Linked DNA regions of Mus musculus: region 2 is linked to region 1. The links are chromatin contacts, called in public HiChIP or PLAC-seq maps. All regions are on one chromosome and are shown on one strand. Each heading gives the region's core, a stretch centred on a gene start, on an enhancer-like site or on the middle of the called end of the contact. The rest is flanking DNA. Distances are from core to core; before and after follow the strand shown.

Evidence for each region. HiChIP or PLAC-seq counts read pairs in DNA pulled down with a chosen protein or histone mark.
Region 2: a contact with region 1 is called in an HNF4G HiChIP or PLAC-seq map of pancreatic cancer cells. The contact joins the enhancer-like site here to the promoter of Ndst2 in region 1. A contact is called at or near these places in 7 of 39 promoter capture datasets (the HPC-7 cell line, the SN4741 cell line, cranial neural crest and 4 more), 3 of 115 datasets of contacts at active chromatin or transcription factors (bone marrow-derived macrophages, large pre-B cells and pancreatic cancer cells) and 3 of 9 other capture datasets (adipose tissue, liver and pancreatic islet).

The regions. Positions count from the first base shown.
Region 1 is chr14:20,733,223-20,735,876 of GRCm38.p6, forward strand. It overlaps Ndst2 (N-deacetylase/N-sulfotransferase (heparan glucosaminyl) 2), which reads right to left and starts at 1,340. Exons shown (of 15, transcript NM_010811.2): 1 at 993-1,340; 2 at 328-422. Camk2g (calcium/calmodulin-dependent protein kinase II gamma) reads right to left here. Exons shown (of 21, transcript NM_001360186.1): 21 at 1,651-2,654.
Region 2 is chr14:20,972,709-20,975,362 of GRCm38.p6, forward strand. All of the region lies in intron 2 of Vcl (vinculin), which reads left to right. Among named protein-coding and RNA genes, the nearest start is that of Vcl, 45 kb to the left of the region's middle. Within about 2 kb of position 1,338, at least 58 of the 459 cell types and tissues checked have an H3K27ac peak or open chromatin away from gene starts, as enhancers often do. A contact at or near this core is called in pancreatic cancer cells, where this site is marked.

The sequences.
Region 1 (2,654 bases), core at 90-2,589:
GTGCTGAGGACTGAACTCAGGGCCTTTGGAAGTTTGGAACCACTAAGCTACCTCTCCAGCCCCAACAATACTTTTCATTTGAGACACACTGCAAGTACTTGCTCAGCCACACAAACAGAAGGTGAAGCAACTGGCGTCACTGAGCAGAGGGCACAAACTGATAAGCTCTTGTGGTCAGTAGTTTAGGATATCTTAAAAGTTTATCAGTAAATGCAAGAAGCACCTGTATTTAATGTCAGCTCTAACAGTTATGAAAACACATATAACTAGTAGTAGTTCCATTTTACACACGCATAATTTCTGGCCCAGAGAAGTTTAGTAACTTACCCGAGATTACAAAGCTCCGTTTGTGGATGAACTGGGATTCAAAGGTCAGGCCTGTCAACCTCCTGTGTTGTAACCACTGTATTTTAGCTTCATACCTAGAGGAAGCCAGTGAGATTTAGAGAGGGGATCATGTGAGAACTTTTGGTGGGGGAGCAGTGGGATGACTAAGTTGGAGGAAGAACATGTGTGTGGCAGTGGAAAGTTTCTGAGGAAGGAGAAACCTAAGGGTCGTCTGCCAAAGTGGGCAGCAAATACAGGGTCAGGGTGGGCTGGAGGTGTGGGCCCACCACTGGAATAAACAACAGGGGCCACGCTGTGGGAGGAAGGACCTGACCTTGAGGATAGAAGGACCCTCCTGCGGGAACTACGGGAAATGGGGAGCCCACAGGTGGGGGAGCTGGAGGGAAAGGGGCAGGGGTGCGGCCGAGAGTTGGCATCCAGACAGGCACTGGGTTTAAGAACCCCGTGTGCCCTGGGCGGAGTGGCCAGAATAAGGCAACTGAGGGGAGGCCAGCGGCTGGGACTCGGGGCAGGGTGCACAGGGCCAGATGGGTGGTCGCCCAGGACGACCCTGCGGGTGGTTTCGGTGGCGACACTCGCAGGAAGTCTGATCGCGAAAACCGAGGGCGACCGTGGACGGGAGACTGCTCTCAAAGATGGCTCACCCGGTGGAGTGGGCGGCGTCCCCGCTGTCCCCGGGCCCTGCCGCGTCCCGGGGCTGCCCGGCTTCCCTGCTCGCGGGGCCTCGGGCCGCGTCGCGGCGGCTCCGCCATCTCCGAGCGAACGCTCCGCCGCAGTCGGGCTCAAGTACCGCTCCCACCAGGGGGAGGCGGCGCGCTGCGGCTCGTGGTGCCCGCTCAGGTCCGCGCGCTCCCCGAGCGTGGCCGCTGCGTGACCGGGACCTGGGATAAGCCGACGGCCCTCCGCAGTGCTCAGCCCAGCCGCAGCCTCCCAGCCCTCCGGCCTCGCGCTCAGCCCACCAGGGTGGACCCCGTCCTCCACGCCGGGTGGCACAGTCTGCGGAGCGTCGGGGCGGGCCCAGGGCCCAGGCCTGTCCACTCAGACCCGCGGAGGAGGGAGCCCGCGTACCAAGGGCGGGGCCACCTCCGCCTGGGGCGGGGCGAAGACTCGGCCCACCGCCTAAGAGGCTACTTCCTCCCTGCCACCCCCCAATACAGCAGCCCAGGCTGAGTTTATGAGAAGTTTTCTTCCTTGCTCCCCAAGGGAATGGGCAAAAAGATGTTCGTCTCCTAGTGAAGCCTTGTCACGCAGGCTGCTAAAATCTAAGCCCACGGCTACGAGCCTCCAACAGCAATAACACAATGGACTGTTTAAAGGTTATTTTATTAAATATCTTCAAGGTTTCATTGTAACAAAGCTATGAAGGGACTACCAACATTCAGAACAAACACTATTTTAAATTATTTCTATGTCATCATGCAAAAGTTCTGCATCAAATGCCTTCCATTTCCTGTTTAAAAGGTGGTTTGTTTTTTAAATAGTCTATTAATAGTCTATAGATGCTGACATTAGCCCCAGAAGTGGAGTAAGAACGCTAAGAAGTGGGGCTGGAGCAGCCACATGAAGCTATGGGTCTCAAAGAGCTCTAAGACCATTTGTTGTCTTCAAGCCAGCAAAACCAAACCCTGTGATGAAGGTATCTGTTGGCTGGCACTGCAGGCTGCAGGGCAGGAAGGGTCTAGGGTCCAGGGTCTGAGGCATGCACAAGTGCTTGAGGAGCCTGGCTAAATTCAAGCACCAGCACCCATGCGTTTGTTCTCTTCTCAGCTGGCTCCATACTCTGTAGTTCTCTTTTCCCAGCTCCTGTGCCTCCTGAAGGTCACCCAAGGAGCTGAAATCTACCCCCCCCCCCAATGCAGATAATGTGCAGTTGTTTGGTGGGAGGGAACCAAGACTATGACCAATTGCCTCTTCCATTATCTTCTCTGTTATCTGCCTAAGGTACAGACCTTTTCTTCCTGGAATGGACCTCCTTGAGCACAGAGAGGGACAATGAATGCAGGAGCCTTGGCTCTGGACCCCTTTGTGGGTACATGCAGGCGAGGGGGTGATGCCCATGCAGATTGTCCAGCAGAAAAGTCTATACTTCGGTTGGTCAATAAAGAGCCTCTTTAAAGAGGACACTTCTCACCCAAGCAGTCAGTTCGATCTCAAACCCAGGGAAAGAGTTGGGCGTGCAGCATGGGAAGAAGGGAGGCAGCCCAGAGGGCAGCCAGAATGCATAGAAACAACCACCAACTCTTACCCACTGCCTCACTCCTCCCATCCCACAGGGGCACTTGGCAGAGGGCCCAGGCCTAGATGAG
Region 2 (2,654 bases), core at 88-2,587, 240 kb after region 1:
TCTTATGTCAACTTGACACAAAAACTAGTTACCTAAAAGGAGGGACATTAACTGAGAAAGTGCCTCCATAAGATCTGGCTGTAAGGCATTTTCTTAGTTAGTAATTGATGGGGGAGGTTCTAGTCTATTGTGGGTAGTACCTCCCTGGTCTGGTGATACTGGGTTCTATAAGAAAGCAGGCTGAGCAAGTCATGAGAGCAAGCCAAAAAGGAGGCACCCCTCCATGTCTTCTTCATCAACTCTTGCCTGTTCCTGTCCTGATTTCCTTCAGTAATGAGAAACAATGTGGACTTGTGAGCCAAATAAATCCTTTCCTCCAAAACTTACTACTGGTCATGGTTTTTGTCGCAGCAATAAAACCCTGACTAAGACACCATGTAATTCTGAGAATGCCAATGTAAAGATTCTGCTCATTTAAAATAAGCTCTCACATTTGAGGCAGAGTCTCATGCGGCCTAAGTTAACTTTGAGCTGCATATATAGCCAAAGCTGGCCTAAAATCCTGATCCCAAGATTGCAGGTGTACACCATCAGTAATAAACTCATTATATAGATAAAAAGACCAATCCTTGACAAACCAACTCACCCAAGATCACCCTGTTACTTTCTTATTGCAGATTTCATGGTTTCTGAAGGTATGTTCATTTTATAGTCAGGTTCTCCAGAAAGAAGTGTGACTCTCGGACAGTAATGACTTGTTTTGCTTTGAGAGACAGTTTCACTATGTAGACCAAGCTGACTTCTTTAAATTTAAATTCACCTGTCTCTGGCTCCTGAGATGAGGGATTAAAGTTGTGTACTATTTTTAGAAGATAACAGTTTATTCTTTTCCTAAGTGTTTCAAAAAGGAGAAAAGTACAGATGTAATCTGTGATATATTTCACTGTCTTAATAATTCTTGTTTATTTGTTATGTTTCTATGTATGTGGTTTATGGTCTATGTGAGGGTGCAGGCATGTGCTTGCCCTAATGTGGCTGTGAGGTCGGAGGATAACTTCCAGGACTTGGTTTTCTCTGCTATTGAGGCTGGGTTACCTTTTGTTTCTGTCCTGTTGCTGTTCTTGTGAGCTTTGGTGATTCTTCTGATAGATGTAAGCTGCACCTCATCTAGCTCTTGTGGGTTCCAAGGATATTAACTCAGGCTGCCAGACTTGCACAGCAAGTCCTGTACTACACTAAGCCATCCCCTTGGCTCCTTTGTCTTAAAATGTGCCAACTGTAAAGAATGAAAGTACTAAGCTTTTACAGATTCAGGGATCACACATACTATTGACTAAGTGACTCATCCCATAGGTATATAGAGACTGTTGACTGCCACAGGTTTTTCCTGGACAAACAGGCCTGGGAAGATGACTCACTGCAGAAAGTACCTGCTGTGTAAGCATGAGGGTGTGAGTTTGGATCCCTAGCACCTGCAGAAAAGGTTGGGTATATCACTATACCCAGTGATATGTACCTGTAACCCCAACATTGGGGGCCAGGGGGTAGGGTGGAGTCTGGAGAGTCCTGGTGGTTTACCCACTGGGTAGCCAGTCTAGTTGAATTTGATTGAGGAAGACACTCAATGAGTTAAGACTTTACTATGTGCACATGAATACACACACACACACACACACACACACACACACACACACACTCTCTCTCTCTCTCTCTCTCATCCCCCCATACAAACATACACTTACACATGCGCTTACTCACTCTCGCACACACACATGCACACACATACGAATAAGTTAAACAGGACGAAAGGCAGATAGAAACACTATTCCTTTATTACCCTGACTTTTCCAATATAGTTCAAATCTCAAATGAATAAATGCATTATTAAAGTGTAAAGATTATATGTTGCTTTTCCTTAAATTGTTTCAGATTTTTATTGTTCTTCCCAGAGTAGAGCCAAGGAACCCATGAAACAGCTCTATTTCTTAAATTCCATGTGTGGACTGCTTGTTATTTAATCCACTTCATTTTGTTCACGAGGCAGCAGAGGCTCAGAAGCTCAGTAACTTGTTGAAAGTAACTGAGCCCAGGGATGGCAGAAGATCCTAACCCAAGACTGTCTGACTGCAAGGCCTGTGCTAAGTCACACTCTCCCTCTCCTTTGTGAGAATGCTGGCTGATAGTAGGCTAGTTTCTTCAAGGCATCCATGAATGATAATAGAGGTAAAACTATCTAGAGGGGAGGAGGTTTGCTGATGGTCCACTCCTGCCACAGACTCTCTCTCTCTTTTTTTTTAAAATTACTTTCTTAAATAAACTCAGCTACTTTAAAAACATTATGATAGTCGTTTCTTTCCTCCAGTCTATATTTCTGCTCATGGTAAGATTTTATTTATATTTATATTTATTTATATTTCTGCTCATGGTAAGACTTACTTGTTGTGCTGGAGATCAGACCCAGGGTCTTAAGGTTTTAGACAGTTATCTTCAGCTGAATTATACACACACACACACACACACACACACACACACACACACACAAATAGCTTGTATTTGTTTAATGTTTTTTTTCAGTATCCATTGAGACAATCACACAGTTTTTTCCTTTATTGTATTATGGTAACCAGTAGTCCACTACATGAATGTACATTTTCTGATAATGAACCATGCTTGCATTTTTTTTTGGTGGATAAATTGTATTTGGTTATGATTTT